Linked DNA regions of Mus musculus: all the other regions are linked to region 4. A link is a contact called in public HiChIP or PLAC-seq and promoter capture Hi-C data. All regions are on one chromosome and are shown on one strand. The core of a region is the stretch at or near the end of the contact, and the rest is flanking DNA. Distances in the headings are between cores, read along the strand shown.

Evidence for each region. Promoter capture Hi-C pulls out the DNA fragments that hold promoters and counts their contacts. HiChIP or PLAC-seq counts read pairs in DNA pulled down with a chosen protein or histone mark.
Region 1: an H3K27ac HiChIP or PLAC-seq map of microglia shows a contact between it and region 4, with 8 times the contacts expected there. The contact joins the promoter of Tprgl here to the promoter of Pex10 in region 4. A contact is called at or near these places in 4 of 39 promoter capture datasets (erythroid cells, hippocampal neurons, liver and 1 more), 2 of 15 datasets of contacts at CTCF or cohesin (large pre-B cells and pro-B cells), 11 of 484 Hi-C or Micro-C datasets (the G1E-ER4 cell line, cortical neurons, embryonic stem cells and 4 more), 6 of 115 datasets of contacts at active chromatin or transcription factors (T-cell acute lymphoblastic leukemia, embryonic forebrain, embryonic stem cells and 3 more) and 1 of 9 other capture datasets (embryonic stem cells).
Region 2: a contact with region 4 is called in an H3K27ac HiChIP or PLAC-seq map of embryonic stem cells, with 5 read pairs. The contact joins the promoter of Mmp23 here to the promoter of Pex10 in region 4. A contact is called at or near these places in 2 of 39 promoter capture datasets (liver and pre-B cells) and 2 of 115 datasets of contacts at active chromatin or transcription factors (bone marrow-derived macrophages and embryonic stem cells).
Region 3: a promoter capture Hi-C map of erythroid cells shows a contact between it and region 4, with 5 times the contacts expected there. The contact joins the promoter of Ssu72 here to the promoter of Pex10 in region 4. A contact is called at or near these places in 2 of 39 promoter capture datasets (erythroid cells and pre-B cells), 1 of 484 Hi-C or Micro-C datasets (B cells) and 1 of 115 datasets of contacts at active chromatin or transcription factors (epiblast stem cells).
Region 5: a promoter capture Hi-C map of embryonic stem cells shows a contact between it and region 4, with 2.9 times the contacts expected there. The contact joins the promoter of Arhgef16 here to the promoter of Pex10 in region 4. A contact is called at or near these places in 4 of 39 promoter capture datasets (embryonic stem cells, hippocampal neurons and stem cell-derived epiblast-like cells), 1 of 484 Hi-C or Micro-C datasets (the HL-1 cell line) and 3 of 115 datasets of contacts at active chromatin or transcription factors (embryonic stem cells and stem cell-derived neural progenitor cells).

The regions. Positions count from the first base shown.
Region 1 is chr4:154,159,345-154,162,416 of GRCm38.p6, reverse strand. Tprgl (transformation related protein 63 regulated like) reads left to right here and starts at 1,733. Exons shown (of 4, transcript NM_026388.2): 1 at 1,733-2,062; 2 at 2,156-2,332; 3 at 2,995-3,072. The coding sequence starts at 1,788.
Region 2 is chr4:155,652,098-155,655,254 of GRCm38.p6, reverse strand. Mmp23 (matrix metallopeptidase 23) reads left to right here and starts at 1,871. Exons shown (of 8, transcript NM_011985.3): 1 at 1,871-2,227; 2 at 2,670-2,806; 3 at 2,894-3,033; 4 at 3,103-3,157. The coding sequence starts at 2,075. Mib2 (mindbomb E3 ubiquitin protein ligase 2) reads left to right here. Exons shown (of 20, transcript NM_001369164.1): 18 at 1-3; 19 at 85-150; 20 at 262-787. The coding sequence ends at 500.
Region 3 is chr4:155,703,482-155,706,212 of GRCm38.p6, reverse strand. Ssu72 (Ssu72 RNA polymerase II CTD phosphatase homolog (yeast)) reads right to left here and starts at 1,398. Exons shown (of 5, transcript NM_026899.3): 1 at 752-1,398. The coding sequence starts at 831.
Region 4 is chr4:155,065,549-155,068,476 of GRCm38.p6, reverse strand. It overlaps Pex10 (peroxisomal biogenesis factor 10), which reads right to left and starts at 1,447. Exons shown (of 6, transcript NM_001042407.1): 1 at 1,303-1,447; 2 at 574-654. The coding sequence starts at 1,408.
Region 5 is chr4:154,298,617-154,301,440 of GRCm38.p6, reverse strand. It overlaps Arhgef16 (Rho guanine nucleotide exchange factor (GEF) 16), which reads left to right and starts at 1,546. Exons shown (of 15, transcript NM_001112744.1): 1 at 1,546-1,616. It overlaps Gm52687 (predicted gene, 52687), which reads right to left and starts at 1,797. Exons shown (of 3, transcript NR_168682.1): 1 at 1,716-1,797; 2 at 966-1,251; 3 at 186-474.

The sequences.
Region 1 (3,072 bases), core at 484-2,983, 910 kb after region 4:
GCATATAAGTCTGTGTAAGGGTATTGGATCCTGGAGTTAAGAGTCGTGAGCTGCCATGTGGGTGCTGGGGATTGAACCCCAGTCCTTTGGAAGAGCAGCCAGTGTTTTTTGTTTTTTTTTTTAAAGATTTATTTATTTATTTATTATATGTAAGTACACTGTAGCTGTCTTCAGATGCACCAGAAGAGGGCATCAGATCTCATTACGGGTGGTTGTGAGCCACCATGTGGTTGCTGGGATTTGAACTTTGGACCTTCGGAAGAGCAGTCGGGTGCTCTTACCAACTGAGCCATCTTACCAGCCCTAAAGGTAGAAGCCTCCTTGATTTTTTTTTTTTTTTTTTTTGGTTTTTTTCGAGACAGGGTTTCTCTGTGTAGCCCTGGCTGTCCTGGAACTCACTATGTAGACCAGGCTGGCCTGGAACTCAGAAATCTGCCTGCCTCTGCCTCCCGAGTGCTGGGATTAAAGGCGTGCGCCACCACGCCCGGCGCAGCCAGTGTTCTTAACTGCTGAGCCACCTCTCCATCCCTGGCTTATTGCCTTATATGCACTTATCTATTCATCTCCCCTTTCTCTGTCAGCTTTCAGCACACTCTTCACATCCACAGCGGTCTCAGGAACCTCTGTGGGAATTCACGTCATCGTGGCTGCTCCCACCAGTGTCCCGGAGACCTCATTGGACTGGATTCTCTGACGAAGCCACACTGTAAAAGGTCCAGCAGGCTAAGGAGCCCTCACAACGGTCAGGAGACAGACTACAGGCCTGAGCTGTATCTTGGGCTGTCATTCACTGATGAGTCTAACCTATGTCTTGGTGACTGTTAGAAAAGACTTTTGGGCCACACTATCATAGCGGTCCATTAGCTCCATCAACCCAGGCACACTGCTGGCACCCCCGTGGGAGCAGGAACTCAGGGACATCTCGCATGGCTTCTGTCCCAGGGAGAAGCTGCAGGGCCCAAGAGCATCCTACGGCGTTTCCTTCCAACTCCCCCCACCCCCCGCCCCAGCAGCACTCTTCGGTGACATGGTAGCTTACTTGTGCGTATCATGCCCAATATAAAGAACCCTCTGACAGCCACCTCTGACCTGCACACACTCCTATCTCCAGTGTGCACACACCCTATAAACCCACACTCCCAAGGTGACCACGCCCAAGGAGTGCAGCACACTCCTGAGAAGCCTCTATCTGAGGTGCCCCGACACAGTGTCCACAATCCTCAGACGCGCACACACCCATTCCCACGCTTTCACAATCCTCAGACGCGCACACACCCATGCCCACACTTTCACACTCCCCAGGCATGCACACCTCCTAAGTGCGCCGCACACCTCCGCCCGAAGTGCACCGTAAGCCCGAAGGTGAAGGGCACGGAGCCAAGCGAGGACACACTGTCGGGGCAACGCCCTACGCACGAGCCCCCAAGTGCCCCCTTCCGCGCGAGTCCATGGCGTCCCTTTCCCCGTTCTCAGCCAGGAACCCCCGACCGGCATTTTTTTTTTTTTTAACTCGCCCTTCCTGTAAACAGGAAGTGGCTCCGCGCGTGGCGGCAGCTTCCGGCCCAGGAGGGGCCGCCGTAATCATGAACGGCAGCACTTTAGACCCAATTGCAGAAGACAGCTTAGGGGAAAGCCAATCGCGAGACGCAGTCGACGGAGCTGGAGGCGGGTCCGGAAGGCGGGCTCTGCAGGACTCAACCAATCACAAGGCGAACGAGGGAGGGCGGGGCGCGGCCGGGCGGACGCCGGGGCGGCGGCCGTCGGTGGAGGCTGCCGGTGGCGGCGCGATGCTGCAGCTGCGGGACACGGTGGACTCGGCGGGCACGAGCCCCACGGCGGTGCTGGCGGCCGGCGAGGACGCGGGTGCGGGCCGGCCTGGGGCGGGCACACCGCTGCGCCAGACGTTGTGGCCGCTGAACGTCCACGACCCTACACGCCGCGCCCGCGTCAAGGAGTACTTCGTGTTCCGGCCCGGCACCATCGAGCAGGCGGTCGAGGAGATCCGCGCCGTGGTACGGCCCGTGGAGGACGGCGAGATCCAGGGGGTGTGGCTGCTGACCGAGTAAGCCGGCGCGAGGGGACTGCGGGGACACTGGGCGGGGGCGGGCGGGGGCAGGCGGGGCTCTTGGTGATGGGCGGCCCCTCTCCTCTCCAGGGTGGACCACTGGAACAACGAGAAGGAGCGGCTGGTGCTGGTCACCGACCAGTCGCTGCTCATCTGCAAATATGACTTCATCAGCCTTCAGTGCCAGCAGGTGGTCAGGGTGGCGCTCAGCGCGGTAGACACCATCTCCTGTGGAGAATTCCAGTTTCCTCCGAAGTCGCTCAACAAGTAGGTGCACCAGCGCACTACACGGCAGGGCCCCAGCGGATCCTGTAAGTGGTATTGACCCACTCTCTTGTGAGGTAAAGGTCTCATCTTGAAGAACCAGTGGAAAGGACCTTTAAGTAGAGGCTGGTGATTTCCGGGTTGCTCAGTACCTCCTTGAAAGGGATGCTGGCACAGTCGGCCACTCTGTCCCCACTAAAAACCATTCATTTAAATACCGTTAAGATACATGGAATCAGAGCCCACTGTCATAAGCTATGTAGGGAGTCTGGGAGTTTTAACTCCAGCAGGAGGGAGACACAGGGCATGTGCTCAGTATTACTAAAAATTCGATACATCGCAAAACACCTAACAGCCTTCAGAGACTGGTTGGCTTGCTATAAAAGAATTATTTGACTAGGGACTCCAGGAAGCTAATGGCTACTAACTTAAGCATCATTCAGTAACATTAAGAACAAACACGGCCATAATTAGGCCAGGTTGGACTGTGTGCCGGTTTCATAGGCTGCAAAGGAGGCTCATTAACTTGTTACGCTTTGGAAGTGTGTGAAGCTGTTAGTGGAGGCCATTGTTACACTAGGTCACAGGTTCCCCAGCCATCCCTGATACTGAATGCAATGTTGTATTCCTGTGGTAAGCAAGGCTTTCTCCCCCTCCCCCATCAGGAGAGAAGGCTTTGGGGTTCGCATTCAGTGGGACAAGCAGAGCCGCCCTTCCTTCATCAACAGATGGAACCCCTGGTC
Region 2 (3,157 bases), core at 622-3,121, 590 kb before region 4:
AGGGTGAGTTCGGGGTGTGTGTGGAGGACCAGGGTGGCCCAGCTGCCTAGTCCAGCCCTACTAACAGTGCACCGCCCCCGGCAGAGTGCGCTCGAAGGATGAAGAAGTGTATCAGGTGCCAGGTGGTCATCAGCAAGAAGCTCCGCCCAGGTGGGTAGGGTGGGGCTCGGCCCCGCCCCTCCTCGTCCTGTGGCGTGCTCACCGGCCTGCACCTAATCTCCACGCCTTCTGTTGCTGATTCCCACTCACCTCATCCCACAGACGGCTCAGAGGTGGTAAATGCCATCCAGGTGCCCGGCCCGCCTCGGCAACTGGTGGAGGAGCTACAGAGCCGCTACAGGCAGATGGAGGAGCGCATCACCTGCCCCATCTGCATCGACAGCCACATCCGCCTGGTGTTCCAGTGCGGCCATGGAGCGTGCGCGCCCTGTGGCGCCGCGCTTAACGCCTGCCCCATCTGCCGCCAGCCCATCCGCGACCGCATTCAGATCTTCGTGTGAGCGCACTCCACACGCCGTGGCTGATCGCAGACCTTCCTTCAAAACCCCTGTATTTTATAAAAAGATTATCGGACTTTGCTTCCTGTTCCTTGCCTAAGGGTGTTGGGCAGGCCCCAGAGATCCTCACCGCCCCTCCCCCGCTGCCCAGGCCCCACCCCACGCCCCGCCCGGCATCAGGCTCCAGACTGCCTGGAGATCAGGAACGCTCTGGATGAGGATGCAGCCCGCCAAAAGTGCGCGCTGGCTTTGGTTTGACACAAGATGGTCCGTCCGGAAACTCCAAAAGGCTCACGTGGCTTTTCTATCGCCCCTATAAGAGGGCCACCCCCCTTTGCTCTTCCCCTTGCCTATTACTCCCTCCGCCCCTCTGGGGCAGGACTTGAACTGTGAAGGTTTTGGTCAAAGCAACACGACTTAGAGAGGGTCCTGGCTAGGAGGGAGTTGGGTTGGAAGCCGCCAAGCTCTTGACAGTTACGTTGGGGCTGAGTGAAGAAGCAAGAGAGGGTCCGTCCACTTGTTGGAACAAACACTTAGTAAGGAAGGGAGGGGGCAGATGGCTGACCCTTTTCAAGAACTTCCAGCGCAGCTATTACGGGCCACAGGGCACTCCAGCTGCTTGGCTCTGACTCTGCTGGCCAAGTACATTGTTGCTGTCACCTAGGGTCCAAGGTCGGAGTGGAAGACTGGGAGGGAGAAAACCCCGGCTCCTGCGCCTGCTCTCACCCACCCACAGTCAGCTCCGTCCCGTCCCGGGATCGCAGCTGTGCCTGGCATAATTTCGGTTGCCATGCCGCGTTCATTCGGTACCCACCCAGCACAGCCATCAGCTGCCGGGTCTAGCTTTCAGGCCTTGGACCATAGCTCCTGCCTCCTAACCCTACCGCGCCAGACCACCACACTCAGTTCCTGACTCAGTTGCCTTAATCCCCTCTCCTCTGAGGCAGGGATTCCAGGTGCTGGCACCTTCCCCAAACTTCCTGCACTGGACCAACGAGAGCACCCTCTGGTTAAAGCAGTTGCCCTAAGGACTCCCGCTGGTCTCCTTGTCTTTCCTGAGGCATCTTTCCTCTCTGCTCGCTCAGCCACCCTGCTCTCATTGCCACGTCCCCTCGCTCTGCGCTCCCCTCTGGCGGGTATGCTCCTTACACTCAGTCACTGCGGTCCAGGACCGAGGCTTCCCTCCCAAATTTCATTGTGGTACCAGAGGGTTGAGGGGGGAAGCCAAATGTCATTCAACTCCGACCAGTGGGTGCGGGGAGCAATTGATGCCCCTACCCCAAATCTGAGCCCCGGCGCCTCGCGTTCTGACAGACCCCCCGACACTGTAGGGTGTGTTCTGGCCTCTGCCGCCGACCCTTCGGCCTGGTTCCTGGAATCGCACCGGGGGATGCGGACGGTTCCAGACTTAACGAGTCGGTTCCTTATTTGAGCCAGCGCAGCCGGGTCCTCTCTTCACCATAGGGCTGTAACTCGAGCCGTCCGCCGCCCATCCCCTTCCCACTCCGCCCCAGCTCTGCGATCCAGGTCCCTACGTCGCGCGGCCCCTTGTGGCCCTAACCCGACTGGAGTCTGCCATGGGCTGCCGGGCCTGTCTCCGTCCGGAGGCGTCCGGCGCGGTACAGGGCCGCTGGTTGGGGGCTGCCCTGAGCGGGTTGTGCCTTCTCTCCGCGTTGGCGTTGCTGGAGTGGCTAGGGGCGCCGACCGAGACCGCCTGGAGGGCAGCTCAGGTGAGAGGACGAAAGGCTAGTAAGTGCGAGGAGCGGGTCAGCATCTGAGGGTGTATCAGTGGGGCCCGCGTGTGAGGGGCTTTGTGGGATGGCATGTGAGTGCCTGGTTCCGAGAATCTTGGGTCATTGTGTCCAGCGGCCGCTGGAGGTGGGAGACCGCATCCATCCCCAACTCTGCCCATTCCCAATAGGTTTTGTTTTGTTTTCCCGAGCCAAGATTTCATTGTGTAGCCCGGGCTGACTTCTGTAGACCATCTGCCTCTGCGCTCAGAGATTAAAGGCATGCGCCACCATGGCTGGCTCAACTCCTAAAGCCCAAAACCTAATAGAGGGCTCATCCACAGCTTCCTCTATCCCGTTGCCTAAAGTCTGCTTCTGATAACAACTCTCGGGCACTAGAGACTTTCCTCTGGCCTCCTCACATTCACTTCTCCCTATGAAGGGAAATGTAGATGCGCCAAATGTGGGCAGCTCCACTGCCCAGGTACCCAGACTGTTGACCATGTCGGTAACCCGAAGACGCCGCTACACGCTGACACCGGCCAGGCTGCGCTGGGACCACTTCAACCTCACATACAGGTGCCACCTGGACCAGCGAGGAGGGTGGTCAGGTCATAACTCAGACACCAACACTGACTCTAACATCACCGCCGCCCTCCACCACAGAGTTCTTTCCTTCCCCCGGAATCTTTTAAGCCCGGAAGAGACGCGAAGGGGCCTGGCTGCTGCCTTTCGAATGTGGAGTGATGTTTCCCCATTCAGTTTCCGTGAGGTGGCCCCTGAACGTCCCAGTGACCTCAAGATAGGTGGGTAACTGAAGAGCTCCCGACCGCGCCCAGCCTCGCAGGTATTATTGCAGCCTTGTGTTTTCTTAGGTTTCTACCCAGTCAACCACACCGACTGCTTGGTCTCTGCAGTGCACCACTGCTT
Region 3 (2,731 bases), core at 149-2,648, 640 kb before region 4:
ACCCGAAATTGCCAAAAAATAATATTTAAAAAAGTTTTAAAAGTTCACAAACAGTTAACTCTGGGGGAAAAAAGACATTTCTACTGCACTAAGTTGAAATGTACAAACCCCCATTTTAACTGTAATACAATGCATCAGTTTCTCATTTTGTCAAGAGATTTTTTTTTTTAAGATAAAATACTATCAAAGATGAATGCCCTACTAGAAACTGGTGAATTCGTGAAGAAATATGAGGAGGTCCCACTGAACCAAATGAATTCGTGTGCTCCAGAAATTACTGACTAAAGTTATGGGGCTGAGAGGGGTGGTGGCTGGTGCATGAGACTTGCAAACGAAGACAGCAATAAACAGTCCCTGACGTTAACACCTCAGATCACTGTTGTTGCTTCCAGACTCGTTCCATCTTGATGTGACGTGTGGAGAGCTTTCCAAGGTGGCCGGACGACACATATACGGGAAAGATAAACACCAGGCACCCTTCGCAGCACGGAAAGACCTTGGCCTACCCCGTGATACTGCCCGGTCGTCCAGCACCCAGAGGGCCCCAGCTGTCGTGTGGCCACCTCTAGGGTTTACGGGGATGCCTACACTACCGAGGGTGTCGCGCGCACGGACCCCACTGAGGGCTCGCTGAGCGTGGAAGCCGGGCGTGGCCCGACCTCCGCGGCCCAGTCAGTACAGGGTCGGGGTCTGGACAAGAATCTGTGGGAAAGAGGAGGGAGGGGCGGAGGGCAGGTGGAGCTTGCACTACCTGAGGATGTTGTGTGCTTCCATGCTCCGATTCTGGTTACTCGAGCACACCACCGCCACCCGCAGCGGCGATGACGGCATGGCACCGACCGAACTACCCACTGCTCTCGCTACGGAGCTCCCACCTAGAAGCCGGCTTCCGCGCGAGGAAGATGGCGGTAACCGGAAATCTGCGACACGGAAGTGAACGCAACGCAACGCAACGCAACGCGTGGGGAGGCCGACGGTGCTCTCCTGGGCTCGTACTGCAGCCGGCGCGGGAGGGCGACCGGCCGACGCCGAATCAGCCTGAGAGCAGCCGAGGCCGGCGGTCGTGGACCACCTTCGCCGGCGCGTGACGTCACAGGACCTGCGCCGGCAACTGGAGCGGTGTGAGCCGCGCCTGCGTCCTAATGTACCGTCGCCTCGGATGACGCGCTAGGCGCGGCGCTTGCGCAATACTGAAAACTTCAGTGGGACGGGCGTTGGGGCGGGTCCGGGGAGTCTCAAGTCCTTTCCGCGGCTTCTCTTGGTGTGGTTGGGACGTTTTTCATTCCGGTTTCCTCCAGGTGGTCACTCTGCCAATTTCATAGATGCACTGGGCTCCAGCACTTGGTTTGTGCCCTATCTCTATCACGAGTACCTTCCTCAGAGTCACTGGACTTCTAGAAGCACGTCACTTCCTCTGTGAGCCCGTTGCAGCTTAACATGTAAACGATATGAAAAATATGGGTGAGGTAGCGGGCTCTTCAAGTTCGGCCAATCGGAAAACTGGCAGGAAAAATCGCTTCTCTGTTGGAAGCCAGTTTAGGTTGCCTATTGAGAGCTCGATCTCAAGTGAGAGGGGGAGAGAGAAATAGAGTTGCTGCTGGGCGTGGTGCCTCACACTTTTCTTTAATCCTAGAACTCGGTAATCAGGTCGACTTACAGCCGGCCTACCTGCCTGGTGACCTGTCCCCTCTAGCTCGAATGGAATGGTCAAGAAGTGAAGGGGATTAGATAAGTTGTTTGGAGATTCTGAGAACTCCTTTAAAGTTGGAGCAGTATGAGATTGTCAGGGACAAGAAGGTAGATAATGTGTAGTAAGTATAACAAAAGCTGTGTTTTGCCGGGCGGTGGTGGCGCACGCCTTTAATCCCAGCACTTGGGAGGCAGAGACAGGCAAATTTCTGAGTTCGAGGACAGCCTGGTCTACAGAGTGAGTTCCAGGACAGCCAGGGCTACACAGAGAAACCCTGTCTCAAAAAAAAAGCCGTAGATTCAGTAATCTACCCTTTATTCCTATTATTCCTGTATCTTCCTCTTTTCTTTTTCATCCCTTCTCCCTCCTTTATAAAAGTATATTTTATTCGCTTATAGTAATTGTCTCAAAGACTACCTCTACCTGTTTGCCTAGGCCTAGAATCTTCTAGCCTCCATGCAACCTTTTTTTCTTTTAAAGTTTATTTATATATATGAGTACACTATGGCTGTCTTCAGTCACACCAGAAGACGGCATGGGATTCCATTACAGATGATCGTGAGTCACCATTTGGTTGCTGGGAATTAAACTCAGGACCTTTGGGAAAGCAGTCCGTGCTCTTAACTACTGAGCCATCTCTCCAGTCCTATTTTGAAACTAAATTTCCCACTATGAACCTCCTCATTGCTATTGAAGTCTGCCATCATTGTTCCTTGTGTTAATGAGGAGGAGAGTATTGAGAACCTGTTGCGAGTAAGCCCACAGAGACCATCACGTGGACACTCTGAAAGCCAAAAGGAAAGTCTTTATTTTTGCCTGCTAGCTGCACAGAGAACTTGCCCAAATCATGTAACCTTGAGCCTTGCAGCTCTTTGACTTTATGTACAAAGACCATCTTGATTGGCATGCTTCAGTTAGCGAGAAGCAGAACTGTGGAAGTCAAAAAGCAAGATTAGAACATTGAGGAAGTTTTTACTTGGGGACTTATGGACTATGTTTCTATTTAGTCAGGTGTTGAGGCCTATGTGCTGGGCTTTTTCT
Region 4 (2,928 bases), core at 198-2,697:
CTTGCATCTCCTGTTGGTTCCTACTCCCTTAAGTCTTTATTCTGTTTTCCAGTCCTTCCTCTGCTGAACTCATACCCCTGTCCAAGTGATGGGATCCGATCTTGTGGCTTTCTACCTTCTAGATGATGGCTGAGTCCTAAGTATCAGGCATACATACCACTGCTTACCTGACGCTGTCACATGGAGTCAGAATAAAAAGCCCCCAAGCCTACCCATGGCTTGCAGCTAGCTTCTAGTACTCCACCATGCAGACGATGAATCCTGACTTCCTGTTCCTGAGGCCAGCCCTGTGGAGTACCTTGTGATCTTTCCATGTGTCTCACCATGACCCTGCTCGTACCCTTCCCCCCACTCGATAGCCTCTTCCTTTTTATCTGCCTCGTACCCCATAAATGGAAAAGCCCATCCTGCTGAGAGAAAGTCTGGGGCAGTGAGTGCCCTCTGGCCAGTATCTTCCTTCCCGGAAACAGAGACTAATGCAGGTGATTTCCAGGAGCCTTCAAGCATCCCCTCCAGACCTGGGTGGGTTGTGGGCCCCTCAGTGCCCAGGACCTGCCGAGCACAGACAGCTACCTGCAATTGTGGTGAGGCCAAAGTAGGCTATGTCCGAGAGCAACTCGATCTCTTTCCTCCATTCCAGCCATTTCTTTGCACCTGAGAGAAGAAAAATATTAGCTCTAGAGAGGTGAAGTGGTTCTCTTAAGATGACTCCCAGCCGGGTAGTGGTGGCACACGCCTTTAATCCCAGCATTTGGGAGGCAGAGATTTCGAGTCCAGACTGACCAGAGTGAGTTCCAGGACAGCCAGGGCTACACAGAGAAACCCTGTCACTCCCGAAGGGCAGGTAAAGTCCAAGTCAAGTCACTCCTAAGACGACCCTCAACAACTCGTCTCTCCCTTCACCTCCTCTGCTGCCCTTGGTGACCGGAATGTCTCCGAGACGAAGACCGCCTCTTAAGAAGCCCCGACTGTAACTGTCTTGAGTCAGGTACTGTCCTAGAGACATGGAGCCCAGGAAAGTCTAGGTAGTGCTAACAACATAAGCCAGAGGCGACCTGTTTAGTATCAAACCTCGGCTCTCTGAAATCCCAAATCCCTGCCTGTGTGATCCACGTGTCTACCTATGAGAGTAATGACGTTAGGTCCACCCTGTAGGGGCGTCTGGAGAATAAATGGGCAAATGCTTGAGAAACACTAAAGCAGAGACCTGCAATGTGGTCAGCAGTGTGTACCTCTGTTTTGATCCCCGCTTTCCAAGCAAACTCTGGAGCTGCCGCCTGTCTGGGTGCCCGGAACGCTCACCCGCTAGGCTGTGCAGCGCTTCACCCGCCGCGCTCCGCAGGCCTCCCAGGTAGTACTCGTCCTTCTGCGCTGCCCGGATCACTTCAGGGGCACCCGCCCGCGCCATGGCCCGAATCGCAGAGCTCGCACCGCGCCTGCGCACCTCGTGGGCGGGGCCTGTGACGCTCGACGTGCGTCCGTCGTGGGGCTGAGGCTGCGAACACCACGCGGGCGAAGGCGGAGCCTAGGCGTGACATCTGTGGAGGCGGAGTAGTGGGCGTGTCCACGACATAGGGGTGGGGCTACCCGGGGAGGGGTGTGGTCTGTGCTTGGAGGGTGAAGCGGCACAGTGAAGTGGCGGGTAATGACAGGGAGGAGGTAGATACCTAGTGGGTAGGACCCCCGAGAAAGCTCAGCCTCGCAGATGTGTTTTTGGCCTGATTCAGGTTCAGTTTTCTGGCAGGAGGTACGTGTCTCTGGGCTGCAAAAGTGGATCTTTTGGGATAGCCACGTGATTCCAACGGACTGCTGAAGGCTCCAGTTGTTGGAGTTCCTCCCTGCCCATGCCCTGGTTTCTTCAGCTTGGGTTGGGCAATCCCAGATAGCACCTTTGACCACTGCTAGGAGGCAGTCACGGCTCATGCAGAGGCATGAACTTCTAGCCAAATCAAATGTGACAGTTTGAAATGTAGATTCTCTGAAGGCCCAAGGCCGCTTGTGCTGGAAGACTTTTCAAACTTGGAAGCTCATTTCTACCATAACCATGGGGTATGGCCTGTTCTAAGTGTCCCCGCCTGGACTGCTCCTTACACGCGACTGCTTTTTTGCATTCTCTTCTCTCAGCCATGGGGAACAAGACCAGAAACACTATTCAAGTATCTGTTGTTCTCAGGGATACGGCCTAAGTAAGCGTCTCTCTCCGTGGGCTTAAATCCTAGGCACAGCGGTGCCTTGATCCTCAAGTTCTTCCTTTGTGGGCTCTCAAGGATTCTTCCTATGGGACAAAACCCAAGATGGCCAGCAGGTGGAGCTATCAGCCCATCTTTTCTACTAGCTTGGGCTGCTAGAGCTTGTTAACCCAAACAGATCCTGCACAGATCAGGGAAACAAGAGGCTTTTCAGTGAGGAGAGAAAGTGGAAGGGCAAGATGAGTAGTGACATCATTGTAGATCAGTTCTCTGGATTCTCGGATGACCATGTGGCCTGGAGTCCCCCTTTGCTTCAGTGTTTCAGGGTTCCAGAACTCTGCGGTGGAGGTAGAGCGAGAGCTCTTGCTTACGGAAGGGGCATACGGCCCTTGCCACCTCCCACCCCTTGCCTTCTGAAGCACAAGGATCCTAAGACTGAGCCTTGTGACTTTCTCCTTGTAAACTCTTCCTCCTGCTTCAAGGATGGAGGACAGAAAGGCCAGGCTCCTGTTTCTCTGTGTAGCCCTGGATGTCCTGGAACTCACTTTGTAGACCAGGCTGGCCTCAAACTCAGAAATCTGCCTGTCTCTACCTCCCAAGTGCTGGGATTAAAGGTGTGAGCCACCACTGCCCAGCTCAACAACTAATTCTAAAGTCATACACGCTGTGGGTTTTGTTGTCCTGCCTGATGTCGTTTGCCAGCTCTGGCCACTCTGTTTTCTTTTTTTTTTTTTTTTTC
Region 5 (2,824 bases), core at 297-2,796, 770 kb after region 4:
GGGGCTACACTGCATGAACCGTGTGTGAGGGCCGTGGTGTGAGGTCACAGCTCTTTCCTGAAAAACAGATGACAGAGGTGGGTCAGGATGGGGACTAGTACTGGCTGTGTCTCAGGACCTCGGGTTACACCCAGGTCATGTCCCTGTCACGCACAGCCTAGTGAGCCAGGCAGAGCAAGCCACAGTGAGAGGCAGCTGTTTTTATTTTAATATTTACTTATTTATTTATTATATGTAAGTACACTGTAGCTGTCTTCAGACACTCCAGAAGAGAGCATCAGATTTTGTTACGGTTGGTTGTGAGCCACCATGTGGTTGCTGGGATTTGAACTCAGGACCTTTGGAAGAACAGTCGGCGCTCTTAACTGCTGAGCCATTTCATCAGCCCGAGAGGTGGCTGTTTTAACAGATACGGTCTCTCTTCTTGTCCCAGAGTGGTTGAGGTTCTGCTCTGATGGCCATGCCCTGAGGGGTCTTGGGGATAACAAACCATCTGAATACAATGTTGCATCATCAAAAAAAAAAAGAAAAAGAAAAAAATAGCTGTAATGGTGTCTGCCTGTAACCCCAGCTCCCAGGAACCTGGGACAGCCTGGGGAAGGTGAGTCTGGACTAAACATACCTGGCAGAGTCAGGATGGTCAGGGCCGTGTCAGCCCAGTCCTGACCCCCCTGCCTTTAAGAGGACCCCACTCTCCAATGGGAACTGGGCACTTCCAGCCTCCGCCTCCAATCCACCCTGCTCTGTGTTCTCTGTGCCTCCGCCTCAGGCTACCCTCCTGGACGTGTTCCCTCGTTTCTTGGCTCTTACACTCACTATGCCTCTTGCCTACCCTCCTCTTCTCACCTTGATCAGAGCCACCCTTGGGATCTCAGGTTTGATTAGCACTTCGGAGGGCAATGGTGCAGACCCCATCCTTTTCCACATGAGGAGCCTGACCCCCTAAACATGGGGGTCGTTATTACCTCCTCATTCTTGAGGACACTACATAGACTTGGTAGCTGTTTTCCTGAGATCTGGAGACTCGCGGCCAGATCTGTGTGGCTAGCAGAATTTCCAGCCTTCAGAGTTCTCAGTAAAATGAGGTTGTGGTGGATAGGTTAAACCATGAAAGGTGTTCTGGGAGATCCTGGCCAGGGCTGCCATGAAGCAGCCAGCTGCAAAGAATGCAGAGGGCGGGGCTTTCTTTCAACAAACAGGTTCCCGCAGGCCCGGGATTTCTCCGAAGGCTTCCTGGAGGAGGCGGCGGACCTGGGAGTGAGGCACAGAAGGAAGCGGGCGTAGGAGCGGGAGGGAGGGTAGACAGTACCCGAGGGCGGACTCCCGCCCGAACCACCAGACGGGTCACGTGAACGCAGGCGGACCCAGGTAGAGCGGTGACGCAGCCGGCGCGGCCAGGTGAGGCGGTGGTGGTGCAGCAGGTGCCCAGGGCGCGTCCCGCCCTCCGGCCGCGCAGCCGCTGGCGGAGCCCACCTGGCCCCGGCTCCGCCCGACCGCTCGCCCGACCGCCCACCGCGCAGGAAGTAGAGAGGGCGGGACCGGCCGGCCCCGGGACGCGGGGACCCAGCGGCACTGCAGGCTACACCCTCCCGGCCGACCCTCGGTTGCGCGCACAGGTGAGTCTGGGGACTGGAGAGTCAGCCAAGGGGAAGACCACCTGGGGCGCCCGGAGCACCTCTGCTCCATTCCCCTCTCCGCTCCCGCCCCTCCTGTACCTCGGCGACTTCATCGCGCCCCGCCCTCTCTCTTGGGCTGAAAGCCGGGGATCTGGAGCCTAGCTGCCCTGAGCCACAGTCCAAGGGACACTTTGCAGTGGACCTGGTTAGACACTTGAACGCAGAGACTCCTGGGAAGTCCCGGGAGGGGGGGGCGTGGAAGTGACTCTTCCGGGAGCTAGAAAGACGATCTGTTTAGATAGGCTGAGTGGCCTGACCCCCTCGTGCCCTTATCCCACCTTGGTGGCTTTGGTGTCTAGTCCTCTAGCCAGGCTCCGCAGTGCCTTCCAGAGGGAGAGGGCTGTCCCAGAAAGCAGAGGGCGGCACTTATAGACTGGACGGTGGTGAGCACCTGTCCCCAACCCACTACCTTGGTTCCCATATCTGTAAATAAGGAGCAGAGATCTATTTTGAGGTTGAGCGAGAAAGATGAATTTGGGCATGGGCCTGGTCCCAGGGGCCGAGATCTGAGTTGGTAGCCACCAAGATGAGATTTTAGCGGCCTCCACATCATGCCTGGAGCCCAGACAGGATTTGGTAGCTCCTAAGTAGATGCTTGGGTGTGTTTGTCACTTGAGTGACCAGCTGCAGGGTCCCAGGTACTGTGTGGAGCCATTCGTGACTGCATGCCAGTATGCCCTGATAGCAATGGCTCCCTACCCAGGTGTGTGGGCACCAAGCTTGAAAGTTGCTGTTTGTGGATTCAGGCAAGCTGCTCCAGCCTCCGGGCCTTGAGCCTCTGGGCCTCTGTTTATCCATCAGAGTTCATTGATTGAATGCACCTCTGCTGTGTTCCCTTCTGGGGACAGACCCTTCTTTCTGCCCATGGTCCAGAGAGAAGCCTCGGACCATGCGCTCACAGCACGGCCTGAGAGAGGGAAGGGTCTCAGGGCTTTGAAAAAGTAAAGACTCAGCCAGAGAACAGGGTGTCGAGAGCTAGGTAGAGGCTCCCTGCCACCCTTCTCCAAACACCTAAAGCTAGAAATCTCTGGTTAGTTGGTTTGTTTTTTAAGATATATTTATTGTATGTATTTAAGTGTTGTGCCTGTGTGTATGTATGTATGTATGTGCGCCACAGGCATGTCATGCCTGGTGCCCATGGAAGTCTT